3 separate regions of the Mus musculus genome follow, and regions 2 and 3 are each linked to region 1. Evidence: chromatin contacts called from public Hi-C and HiChIP or PLAC-seq data. All regions are on one chromosome and are shown on one strand. Each heading gives the region's core, a stretch centred on a gene start, on an enhancer-like site or on the middle of the called end of the contact. The rest is flanking DNA. Distances are from core to core; before and after follow the strand shown. Region 1 overlaps Tsc22d1 (TSC22 domain family, member 1). Region 2 has its middle 20 kb from the start of Gm30365. Region 3 overlaps Gm36534 (a long non-coding RNA gene).

What was found. A called contact is a pair of places that touch in the nucleus more often than the background predicts. HiChIP or PLAC-seq counts read pairs in DNA pulled down with a chosen protein or histone mark.
Region 2: a contact with region 1 is called in an H3K4me3 HiChIP or PLAC-seq map of bone marrow-derived macrophages, with 8 times the contacts expected there. The contact joins two enhancer-like sites. A contact is called at or near these places in 1 of 39 promoter capture datasets (hippocampal neurons), 17 of 484 Hi-C or Micro-C datasets (B cells, the G1E-ER4 cell line, the HPC-7 cell line and 10 more), 25 of 115 datasets of contacts at active chromatin or transcription factors (the NIH/3T3 cell line, bone marrow-derived macrophages, craniofacial prominence and 17 more) and 4 of 9 other capture datasets (adipose tissue, embryonic stem cells, liver and 1 more).
Region 3: a Hi-C map of bone marrow-derived macrophages shows a contact between it and region 1, with 22 read pairs. The contact joins two enhancer-like sites. A contact is called at or near these places in 1 of 484 Hi-C or Micro-C datasets (bone marrow-derived macrophages) and 6 of 115 datasets of contacts at active chromatin or transcription factors (craniofacial prominence, embryonic hindbrain, embryonic limb bud and 2 more).

What each region holds. Positions count from the first base shown.
Region 1 is chr14:76,496,477-76,500,211 of GRCm38.p6, reverse strand. All of the region lies in intron 1 of Tsc22d1 (TSC22 domain family, member 1), which reads right to left. Among named protein-coding and RNA genes, the nearest start is that of 4930444M15Rik, 23 kb to the left of the region's middle. Within about 2 kb of position 1,746, at least 11 of the 459 cell types and tissues checked have an H3K27ac peak or open chromatin away from gene starts, as enhancers often do. A contact at or near this core is called in bone marrow-derived macrophages, where this site is marked.
Region 2 is chr14:76,855,876-76,859,610 of GRCm38.p6, reverse strand. No RefSeq gene overlaps it. Among named protein-coding and RNA genes, the nearest start is that of Gm30365, 20 kb to the right of the region's middle. Within about 2 kb of position 2,065, at least 40 of the 459 cell types and tissues checked have an H3K27ac peak or open chromatin away from gene starts, as enhancers often do. A contact at or near this core is called in bone marrow-derived macrophages, where this site is marked.
Region 3 is chr14:76,177,736-76,181,470 of GRCm38.p6, reverse strand. It overlaps Gm36534 (a long non-coding RNA gene), which reads right to left. Exons shown (of 3, transcript XR_874833.2): 2 at 2,184-2,254. Among named protein-coding and RNA genes, the nearest start is that of Gm36534, 15 kb to the right of the region's middle. Within about 2 kb of position 1,865, at least 31 of the 459 cell types and tissues checked have an H3K27ac peak or open chromatin away from gene starts, as enhancers often do. A contact at or near this core is called in bone marrow-derived macrophages, where this site is marked.

The sequences.
Region 1 (3,735 bases), core at 497-2,996:
CAGGAGCAGCAGAGCAGAGAGAATAACAAGGCCTGCAGGGCCTGGGCAGCTGCTGCTATGGAGGTACTCAGTCCTCCCGGAGAGGAATCAGTCAACAAACGCAAAGAGAGCACACACCTCCCCCAGTCTACATGGCCATCATTTTAGAGATTAAAAAAAAAAACAAAATCAAAACCATGAATTTACTGAGAAGGTGGTAGGAAGAATTTTGTAGTGTGCGATAGCTCCGAGGAGCTAAACCGCATCTACAGTGATCACAGCTTAATCATTATTCTCAAGATTGAAAAGTAAAAGAAGAGAAAAAAGGAATGTCATGGAGAAATACGGAGATAAAAAAAAATAAACATTAAGAAGTAGCTGCCCTTGAGAAATAGATAAGGGGCAGAAAGGGGGAAATGCTAAGTGTTTTGAGTATGTATATGAAATGCCTGGATTTAAAATAAAGTCTTTAAGTAAAAGGGAAGAATGCAAACACAGGCTTACAAAAGACCACCCACCAACAAGCTTCTATAAAAACCACCCAAGCTTTGAGACAGTCACAGCCAAAGAGCAGACCAGCAGTCAGAAGTCAGAGAGGGTCTTGGCTGGTGAGGGCTACGGAAGCGGAGAGAAGAAAGTCTAAGTCTGGAGCGGCGAATGCTCAGGACATCACCGCCCAACTACAGGGGTGTGTGTGTGAGTGTGTGTGTGAGTGTGTGTGTGAGTGTGTGTGTGTGTGTGAGTGTGTGTGTGTGTGTGTGAGTGTGTGTATGTGTGTGTGTGTATGTGTGTGTGTGTGTATGTGTGTGTGTATATGTGTGTGTATGTGTGTGTGTGTATGTGTGTGTGTGTATGTGTGTGTGTGTATGTGTGTGTGTGTATGTGTGTGTGTATGTGTGTGTGTATGTGTGTGTGTGTATATGTGTGTGTATGTGTGTGTGTGTGTATGTGTGTATGTGGGGGGTTGCACGCTCATGCATGAGTCTCTGTGTATGTGTCTGCGTGCACGTGTGTATAAAGTAGGCATCCTGTGTGCACACATGTATGTGTGTTTTGTTCCTATGGAAAGCTGTCTAAAAGCAAGCCTTGAAAAACTAACAAGTTACTCACTGCAAGGTCATATGTTAAAAAGTAGCAGACATACAACAGGAAGACAGGCAGCCGGGCGTGGTGGCGCACGCCTTTAATCCCAGCACTTGGGAGGCAGAGGCAGGCGGATTTCTGAGTTCGAGTCCAGCCTGGTCTACAAAGTGAGTGCCAGGACAGCCAGGGCTACACAGAGAAACCCTGTCTCGAAAAACCAAAAAAAAAAAAAAAAAAAAAAAAAAAAAAACCAGGAAGACAGGACTCATAAAACAAGAAAAGTCAATGAAAACGACCTGCATGTGACAAAGGCAATAGAACCCAAAGTCAAGGATATTACATTAGAGACTTACCTATGCTTTATACGGTCAAAGGTAGCAAAGAAATTAGGATATTAAAGACAGGTGTAAAAAAACAATGAAAATTATCGATTAAGATAAAATGAAAATTACAGTATTTGAGAGGAAAACTCTACTAGACGGGATGAACAGGATGAAGACGGCAGATCCAAGGGCAGCAGTGTTACACGACTTGAACAGCAGATGATTCCAAGTGAACCACAGAGGAAAAAACAGGGTAGGGAAAGGACCGGGGGAGAGCACTGGCCACAGCAGGAGACAGGCCCACAGGGGCAGCTTCAGTAAGGGAGCCCAGAAAACAGGTCGAGGAGGGGAACTATGTTAGGAGAGGACAGCAGCTTCCCCAAGCATTATTACAACACTAGCCACGGAAGCTAAGACGGCCCTGATGACAGCCAGGGTAAAGTGCCTAAATCCAGTCACAAAGAGAAACGGCCACAGACAGCAACTCTGTCACACAGGGGGACAGCAGTCTACAGCTGGCCTTGTACTGGGACACGATTGCAGGCAGGAAGCAGTTTCAGAAATACATTTATGGTTATCAAAGAAAAAGTTAGCTCAATACATGACATCGAGTTGATTTTGTAAGAGTTCTGCGAAGAACTGGTAACTTTTCAGTAATTGCTCCTTGGTCCTGGGCCAACTGGATAAAGTAAAAAATTAAATAACAGAAAAAAGAAAAAGAAAAAAAAAAACACCTCAAACTTTCCCTCACACATATGAAACATTAAGCACAAACAGGTCACAGAATAAATGTAAAATCCTGAACTACAGTGCCTCTGTAAGAAAACCCAGGAGAAATCTTTCAGTCAGTAGATTAAAAACACTTCTTAGATAGGACCCTAAAACCACAATTCATGAAGGAGAAAAAGTGGCAACAGAGCCATTACTGAAATTATTCTCTGACGTTAACGCCACAAGAATATTGGAAGCAAGTTAATGGCAAAAGGGGCTGGGAACAAAACCCAACAGCCAATAAAAGAAATGAGCTAAGACTGTATTTATATATCTATAATATATATTTATATAATTTATATAATACATTACACATTATATAATTATAACACAATATATTTATATAGCAAATATAAATATATTTTATATATAAATAGATGTGAAAAAAATACTAAGCAGAATCAACCATTACAAAAAATGCAAACCGAGGCTGTGAGATGCTCCCATCCGACACACCTGTATATATCCAGCATGGTTAAAATCAAGCCTTCCAGTCTTTTTGTGAAAGCAGCAGCACCAACCGTTGGGGTGGGGGTGGGGGCACAACAGACCATCCATCTGTTGGCAGTGGGAGTGTAAATGCCACGATCACTTTTCAACCGTTAGACACACACTCTGCATCAAGGCCAGTAACCCCAGCGCAGGTTATGAATTCAAGTGTGTACACATTCACAGCGGCTTTGTCGTAAGCACCATGATGTCATTCAACTGGAAGAAAGACAACCACGTCCCAGCAGCCAATCTAACGGGGTTTACCACTCAGCAGTAACAAAAAGCGAACTACTGACAGCATGAATAAATCTCAAATTTAACACAGTGAGTGGAAGAAGCCATTGAATGCAAAAGGCTACAAAATACATGGTCCCACTTGGAAGCTCTCCTAGGAAAGGCCAAACAGTAGGGAAGAAGACAGAGGCTGAGCCGTGAGGCAAGGTCGGAAGGTGCCAAGGGGACCCTACCCAAGGACCCCTGCATTGGGGACTCGCCTCAAAGCAGCTCCTCAATATCATTCAAATGGTTAATTTTTTTTTTACATCTCCAAGAGAATAATTATTCTGAAGCCAAATTTCTTCATAAATACCACTTCTGCAAAATGGTGGTAGATTATGAAAATGGCACCCCAGATTTAGAAGCTAAATGACTTCTGTAAGAAACATCTGAAGTGAAAAGTTCTCCTGCTTCTATTCCAGGACTGTCACGCACATTTCCTACCAAAAGTGACCAGTATTCCCTCTTCACTTTTCTGCAGCCATGGAAATACATGATTTGAGCTCCTTACACCTTAAAAATAGTCACTGCAGCCTAACATTTCACGAGAAATTCCTGAGGTAGCAGTAGAGACGAGGCAGGAGGACCAGATCGGCCCATTTCTTCTATGTACACAGAATCAGTCAGTCTCGGTGACCTTAAAGTAGACAAACTTAACTAACGAAAGAGTTCTCTTTACAAAGGTAAAGATAAGCTGGAGGGTGGTCCACAGCCACTGAGCGCCTAGTACAGCTCGGACTCAGGTGAGAGAGCTCACTGCAGTGTGAGCTCTTCTGCTCTGACTCACTCCCTATGATGGCCTCTCTGGACA
Region 2 (3,735 bases), core at 816-3,315, 360 kb before region 1:
GTGGTCCTAAGATGCCAGTTCATAGCATGAACTGCTTACATTAAAAATAAGAAAGAAAGGAAGAAGGAAGGAAAGAAAGAAAGAAAGCAAGCTCCTATATTAGTACCTTACCGACACACCTGTACACTCTAGAACAAAAGAAGAAATAATACCCCAAAGGAGTGAAGAGCAAGATTCAATCAAACTAACAGCTAAAATTTGTAAAATAGAAACAAACAAAAATAATACAAAGAATAAATGAAACAAAGAGTTGATTCTCTGAGAAAATAATCAGTAATGACTCCTGTTTGTTTTCAAACGAGAAACGGAAAAGTTTTGGATCCAGATGGGAGGGTAGGTGGGGAGGAACCTGGAGAAATTGGGGGGGGGGGGCGGGAGATAGAAAACTATAATCAGAACATATTGTATAAAAATTAATTTTCAGTAAAAGAAATGGAAGATGTGTTGGAATTTGTTAATAGATTCAATATGGAAGTCTGTAAAGGAAAAGAATTAAGATTAATCACTGAGATGCTAGTTGGACAGTTGAATGGATGATGGAGATATATATATATATATATATATATATATATATATATATATATATATCCAAAATCAGGAGAATGGAAAATAGACTTTTAGTGAGGAAATCGCACATTTGCAACATTAAGGTTGATGTGCCAGCAAGGCATTGGAGTAGAGCATCAGCATTTACACATGCTCCTCAACTAATTTAAATACTTTTGAGTTCTTACTTCCTGTAGGAACTGAACCTAATGTGGAATACACAGGGGAGAGCGGGGCCTCAGCCTCATGACATTTACAACCCTTCAGGCAGGACAAACACTGGGCAAAGAACTAAGATGCTGGGAGAGTGAGGAAAAACTAAGGGACTCAGGAACGAGGAGGCAGGAGGGAGGGCTGACAGTCCTAGTGGTGACTGAAGGTACCATTTAAAGTCCAGCTCTGAAATACAAATGCAATTAGCTTAGTGGAAAGAGAGGGAGAGAGCTACAGGCAGAACATGTGTGGGACATGTGTGGTACCCCGGGGCAGGAGAGGTTAGAACTTTCCAGGAACCACTTCCTTAGGACTAATTATTTCCCAGGAGAGGCCAGTTCGTGTGGAATTCCTGTTATTGGGTTGGTTTCCGTACTTGTCCGAACATGCTGGAATAACCAACAGCAAACCCAACCCACACACACAGTCCAGCCAGAACTATTACTACTGAGTCTGAAAGCTCTTGGGTCATTCTTTCAGCCCCAGAGCTCCTTGTTACGGACCACAGAGCCCTGGCAGGCTTCTTAATTTTCACCTGCCGCTCGCAGAATCTTAAAGAGTGTTGCAGGAAAATCATGTAGTACAAAAGATGGCAAGAATTAATAAGGAGGTACTAGCCTTGCCTTGAACTATAGAGACACTTCAGGGAATGAAGGTGAACAGAGAGAGAGAATAACACGTGTTTGGAAGTGGCACACATTTGGAGAAGGGGGAACTTATGAACTAGTTTATTCATGAAACTCCAACAGCATCCTTTCTGGAGACCATGGTCTTTCTCAGCTGCAAGAGGGCTCCCACATTTGGTAACAGCTGTGATTTTTTTTTAACCAGTGGTTTTCTTCAGATTCACCAGTGCTAAAGGCTGATGTAATGATCTAGTGATCCCACCAAGAAGAGAATAGGAACCTCCAGGAGCCAAGCTTAAGATGGGCCACAGAACTTTGCCTCCAGCAGCCATGCGTCCATAACCTTCACAGGAAGTACAGAAGCAAACCACTTAGAGGAAGACCCTGGCCCTTCAGGAACTCTAATATCCCCAAGCCCCATACCCTCTCCAGTCCCAGAGTCTCTGCCATTTAGATTCCCTCAAGCTTAGCTTTCCCCCAAGACTGATTGGCACAATCAAGTTGTCTTTGGTTGATTCTTAAAGTGTGATTGCATAAAGACAGACAAAACCAAACAAACAGACAAAAATAACCAACTCAGTGCCAATTGTCAGAAAATGAAGACAAGAAAGGAGAAGGTAGAGTGAGGCGAATCCTAGAAAGCAGAAGTGAACCTATTGTGAAACTGTCTCCCATGAGTCCCAGTATTCATCGCAGCTTCCAGATATTGGCACCAGAGACCACAGCTGAGTGATAATTAGGCACCAAGCAATCCTAGCTCGCTCGTCCCCCCCTCCCCACCCCCCACCCCCGTCTACTGTCTATTGCTCTTCCTTAACAGTTTAGAAAAGTCAAAGCATTGGACGTGCAACCCGTGTGGAGGAACACTGGAAACCTGGAGCCTGGGCTTTGTTTCCTTGTCTCGAGAGAGAGCCCAACCATTTATTTACATGAAATCAAAACAGTGCTGCGAGGAGGGCTACAAATAAGTAGAGACAGGGTTTAAAGCCTTAGGATTCTGGATGGGTTTGCAATGATGGACACGTGTTATGCATCCATAAAACACAGAGAATGAGAGCCAGTGTAAACCATGAACTCTAGTAAATAAACTTATTGACAGCAGCTCATCCAGGGTAAGAAATCCACCCGTCTATTACAAAGTGCTAATGATGCAGGGAACTAGGAGGAGACTAGGGGGAAGGCGGGAACTTGCTGCCCTTTCTGTTTACTTCTCTGGAAACCTAACACTGTTGGAAGAGACGCAGTCTGGTAAATAAGAAAAAGTTGAGTCTGGAGTTAACCACCAAACTCAGTTTCATCCTACACTAAGTATTCTCTGACACTGGTTGACTTCTTAGCACCCGTTATTCTCTGTTGGCAGCATGTAGAATTCGATAATGAACAAGGCGAGAGCCTGCATCCCGCCACCCCCTGGATTTCTCTTCTGGCCGGGGAAACACACTGATAAGGAAGGAAATAATCTTTGCAGGCAGTGGAGGCTACAAAGATGATGCTCGCAGTGCCGTGGCTGAGGAGAAGGAAGAGGGCTATTTTAGGCATGGTGATCAGAGAAGACTATGGGTAGGAGGGGACAGTTGAGGTCATCTATCCCTAAAAGAAAGTCACTTGGATTATGTTGATCCAGTCAGCAGCCATCAGTGACAACAGTGGGACACTCTGCTTCCCTATTTTTTTCCAGGACTCGTTTCAAGTTGTTGACTCCCATTCTACAGGATTGTAGTTTAGGATCTCAGCACACAACACCAATGGCAGGTTTTTGGGAAAAAAAGAAAAGAAAGAAAAAAACAAAAAACAAAAAAACAAGTAGAACTCTCGCTCCTTCCTCAGTCTTTAAATGCAGTGTTTGCTGAAGTGCCGGGCCCTGCACTGTGCAGTTATGGCATTAGATAGGACCTCCAGTTTTAAGGCGTCACAGGTAATAAACAACCAGGTCACACTTTGCTCCTGGCTGACAGAAATTCTAACATGTTGTGATTGTTGAACTCATCCTAATCCCAGAGATGTGAAAATGTGAAGAAAAATGCACACTTACCCATTTTCTATTCAACAAATTGCCACGTGCTTGTTAGTTTAAATAATATATAGTTCTCTTATGACTTGGAGGCCAATGTCCAGATGAGCCCAGTGATTGAAGCCATACTCTGTTTAGAGATTTTAGGTTTTAGTTCCTTGCTTTTTCCAGCTCTTAGCACTTCAAGTCTTACCTCTTTGACCCATGGATCCATCTTCCACCTTTGAAGCTGGTAGCACACAGCATCTAACCTCACATTGCCTCTGTCCCTGTAGCGAAATAACTCTTTACCTTCTTCACAGCAACACCATCTTGATTTAGTTTACTGTCCACATGAAT
Region 3 (3,735 bases), core at 616-3,115, 320 kb after region 1:
CAAGAAGGCTCCACCTCCTCCCATCTTTTCCATTTCCACGTTGTCAAACTGAGGTTTCAAAAGAAGGAGTACGTCCCCCCTACTCTGTCCCCAGGAATATGGAGGCTGAGCCAATGCCTCCTGGAGCCGTTTCTCCTGCCTCTTCTGCCAGCCAAGTTTCTTTGTATCCACCTGCCCTATGTCTTCTCTCCAATGCAACCTTGACCGGGTCATGGACGCCAGTCAGGCAACAAGATCGCCAGAGTAATAGCTATTTTGTAGCAATAGCTATATCAGAGGCTGTGCGCAGGCTTATCTGGCTCCAGTAGCGCCTTTTCACATTCCCAGAGGGAACTTACCCTGCTTCTTTTTCTCATCTTTCCCTGGGGTGTTATTTACCGCACCAAGATGGAAGCCTGAGTCTAGAGATGTCTCCAGAACATGTGATCTGGGCTGCTCACCGACTTGTTTTCAGGTCGCTAGCGTCCTCCTGAAACATTAATACTCTTTGCTGATATCAAAACCCTTTGAAGTCATCTCAGTTTGCCCGCAACTGGTCCCCATTTGTTGTAAATCGATGCTTTTCATGTCCCTGAGTAGCCTGAGCCAAAGCAGTCAAAAAAGTAAGGTAGCAGTCACCATGCTCAAGCAACAGATGCTCAGAGCCTGCTCAAGCTCTCCAAGGCATGGGGATTACACGGGACGCTGACAGAGAAGGACTCGGAGATCCTACTTGTACTGGTTGGTTTTGTGTGTCAACTTGACACAGGCTGGAGTTATCACAGAGAAAGGAGCTTCAGTTGGGGAAATGCCTCCATGAGATCCAGCTGTGGGGCATTTTCTCAGTTGGTGATCAAGGGCAGAGGGCATATTGTGGGTGGTGCTATCCCTGGGCTGGTAGTTTTGGGTTCTATAGGAGAGCAAGCTGAGCAAGCCAGGGGGAAGCAAGCCAGTAAGTAACATCCCTCCATGGCCTCTGCATCCATTCCTGCTTCCTGACCTGCTTGAATGGTATGAGAGAATACAATCCTCGGGACTGGGGAGATGGCTCCAATGGAAGAGTAGCTGCCACACAAGTGTGAGGGCCTGCGTTTGCTTCCCAGAACCCATGTAGAAGACTGGATCAGTGATGCACATCTATGCTCCCCAGCACTGGGGAAGCAGAATGACCACTGGGGCTTGCTGGCTAACAAGTCTAGACGGATCAATGAGTTCCTGGTTTAGGGGAAGACTTTAGGTCGAAAAATAAGCTGGCTACCGTGCACTTGCTGCACAATAGAAAAGACCAGGACTCAGACTCTTAGAACCTGTGTAAACCCTGGGCAGGTAGAGCAGCCCTTCACTCCACGGAATCCCAGCACTCCACGGCAGAGACCAAGGATTGCCAGACAAATAGCTGATGGAGCTTGCTGAATCAGCAGTCTCTGGCTTCAAGTGAGAAAGCTTGCCTCAATGTCTAGTGTGGAGAGCAATCCTGAAAAACAGCTGATGTCAACCTCTGGCCCCCATATGTATGCACATGCATATGTATACAAATGTGTGTAAACATACACACACACTAAATAAATGAATAAATAGATGAGTAATTGAAGAAGACACCAATTTTAATTTCTGACCTCCACAAACACACACATAAATGTGTATTCACACACACACACACACACACACACACCACACACACACACACACACACATGAAAACATAGTCCTCCACAGCCAGGGACACTCTCTCCAGAGACACTCACTGTTCTGTACGGAGGCTCCAGTAACACAAGGCCAGTCCTAGGGGTGATGGCCTGGGTCAGTGAGCAGATGTCATTGTCCTGAGTAGTACTGAGGGACAAATAGGCAACACAAGACGTCAGTGAAGCAACGATAAGGAAAGAGCATGAGAGAGTTTTCACTTCTGCTCTTTCCATACAGAAATGAGAAGGCTGCCTGGGACTTCCCAACCAGAAGAGAGGAACTGAAGAACCTTCCGGAAATCGAGGTTCATGCCCACATCCCCACATCATCTTAGAGTCCTCAACCAATACTCTCCCGACAGTACTCAGGCAAACACAACAGTGAGTCCTGACTGGCCACCATACTGAACTGCACAGAGTTGAATGTGTGTTTCTCCATTGCTAGGGTATATTCTCCCCCAGATCACCCGCAGTGTAAAACTGTTCGTAAGATGCCCATATGTTTAATGTGACAACTTACCCAAGAAGCAGGCCTGGGGATTGGAAAGGCGCATCGTCTCCTGTCAGCTTCTTCTGGGCTTTCAGCATGGCCTAGAAAATCCAACAGTTTCTGCCATGGGTTGTGGGGTTCACTGTGCACCTCTGGACTTCAGGATAACCTCTGAAATAACCACAAATACCTCCGGGACTAGTGTCAGCCAGAGGGCACGTGGAGTCTAGAATCTACCTTCTGTCTTTGTGTGCTAAGTCAGGATAACTTCACTGTCTCTTGTGGCATCGCTTCCGATTCACAGCGATGATTGCTGGCACACTCCTATTCAGCCTGTGCTGCGGGTGGGGTTTCCGTGAAGTAGGAACCATGGCTCCTCCATCCAAGAAACTTAAGACTAGTGAGTAACAGAGACACCAAGCCAGTAATTTCTGGATTGATGGAGCTGTGGAAGTCGTAGGGGAAGAAATAGACATCTATGCCAAGCCTTGGATGTCTCAGAGTGCTCAAAAGACTTGCCGAGGAGGGGTAAGGGGGTGGGGGATGGGGGTGTGGGGCTGGAAAGATGGCTCTGTGGTTAAGAGCACTGGCCTCTCTTCTAGAGAATCCAGGTTTGATTCCCAGCACCCATATGACAGCTCACAACTGTCTAATGCCAGGAGATCGTATGCCCCCTTGAGGCCTCCATGGGTACTGCATGCACATGGTACACAGATAACATGCAGGCAAATACTCATACACATAAAATAAAAATAAATAAAATCTAAAAAAAAAATAATTTTTTAAAGACACACCCCCAGAGACATTTGTTCTGTGCTTTGAGGATAGTTTTGCTTCCTGGTGAACACTGAAGGAAAAGATAGGAACATCCCACTCCTCCCAGGGCAGGTCCTCCATCTCCTGCTTCTCACCCAGACTCAAAAAGAGCCTTTGAGCTATGGAACATGGAACATAATGCACGGCGGTAGGGAGAGCCTAACATGTGGACGGAGATGACCTCCAATCCCAGCTTTGCCACTGGGAAGTCCCTACAAGCTCAGAGGGTGATGACTCCCATCCGCACTCCCAGGGCCATTGCGTGGATGCACAGGACCTTTTCCTTGAAGATGTTTCTCAGACTCTGCGACTTTAATCTCCCCTCAGCTGCTGTTTCTCAAGGCTTTGCGCATTCTGGACTTGAGCGGTTCCTGACACTGACATAGATTCCTGCTTCTTGGGTCCTTCACGACCCACTGTGCCCATCCTTCATCTCTTGCCCATGTTCATTTAAGGTCGGTCTCTAGTCTTGCCCCGGCACCCCGCTGCTTCCTTCACTGCTTCCCCACCACCCCGTCCCCATTGCTCTTTGATTGGGATTCAAGGAGGCCACGGGACAGGTTAGGGCTTCACCGGAAGCTTCACTACGCAAATCAGCTTAAAACCCAAAACTCAGACTCTCCCGTTTTACAAAGAAAGTCCATTTAAGCCAGAGGAAAGCTGTCTCTGTGCGGCTGAGGCCGGAAAGGATCCGTCTAGCCCTTAGTTTTTCCATGGAGTTGCTCTCATTCGGTAGTGGCCCTGGGAGAACTATCTGGAAGCTATG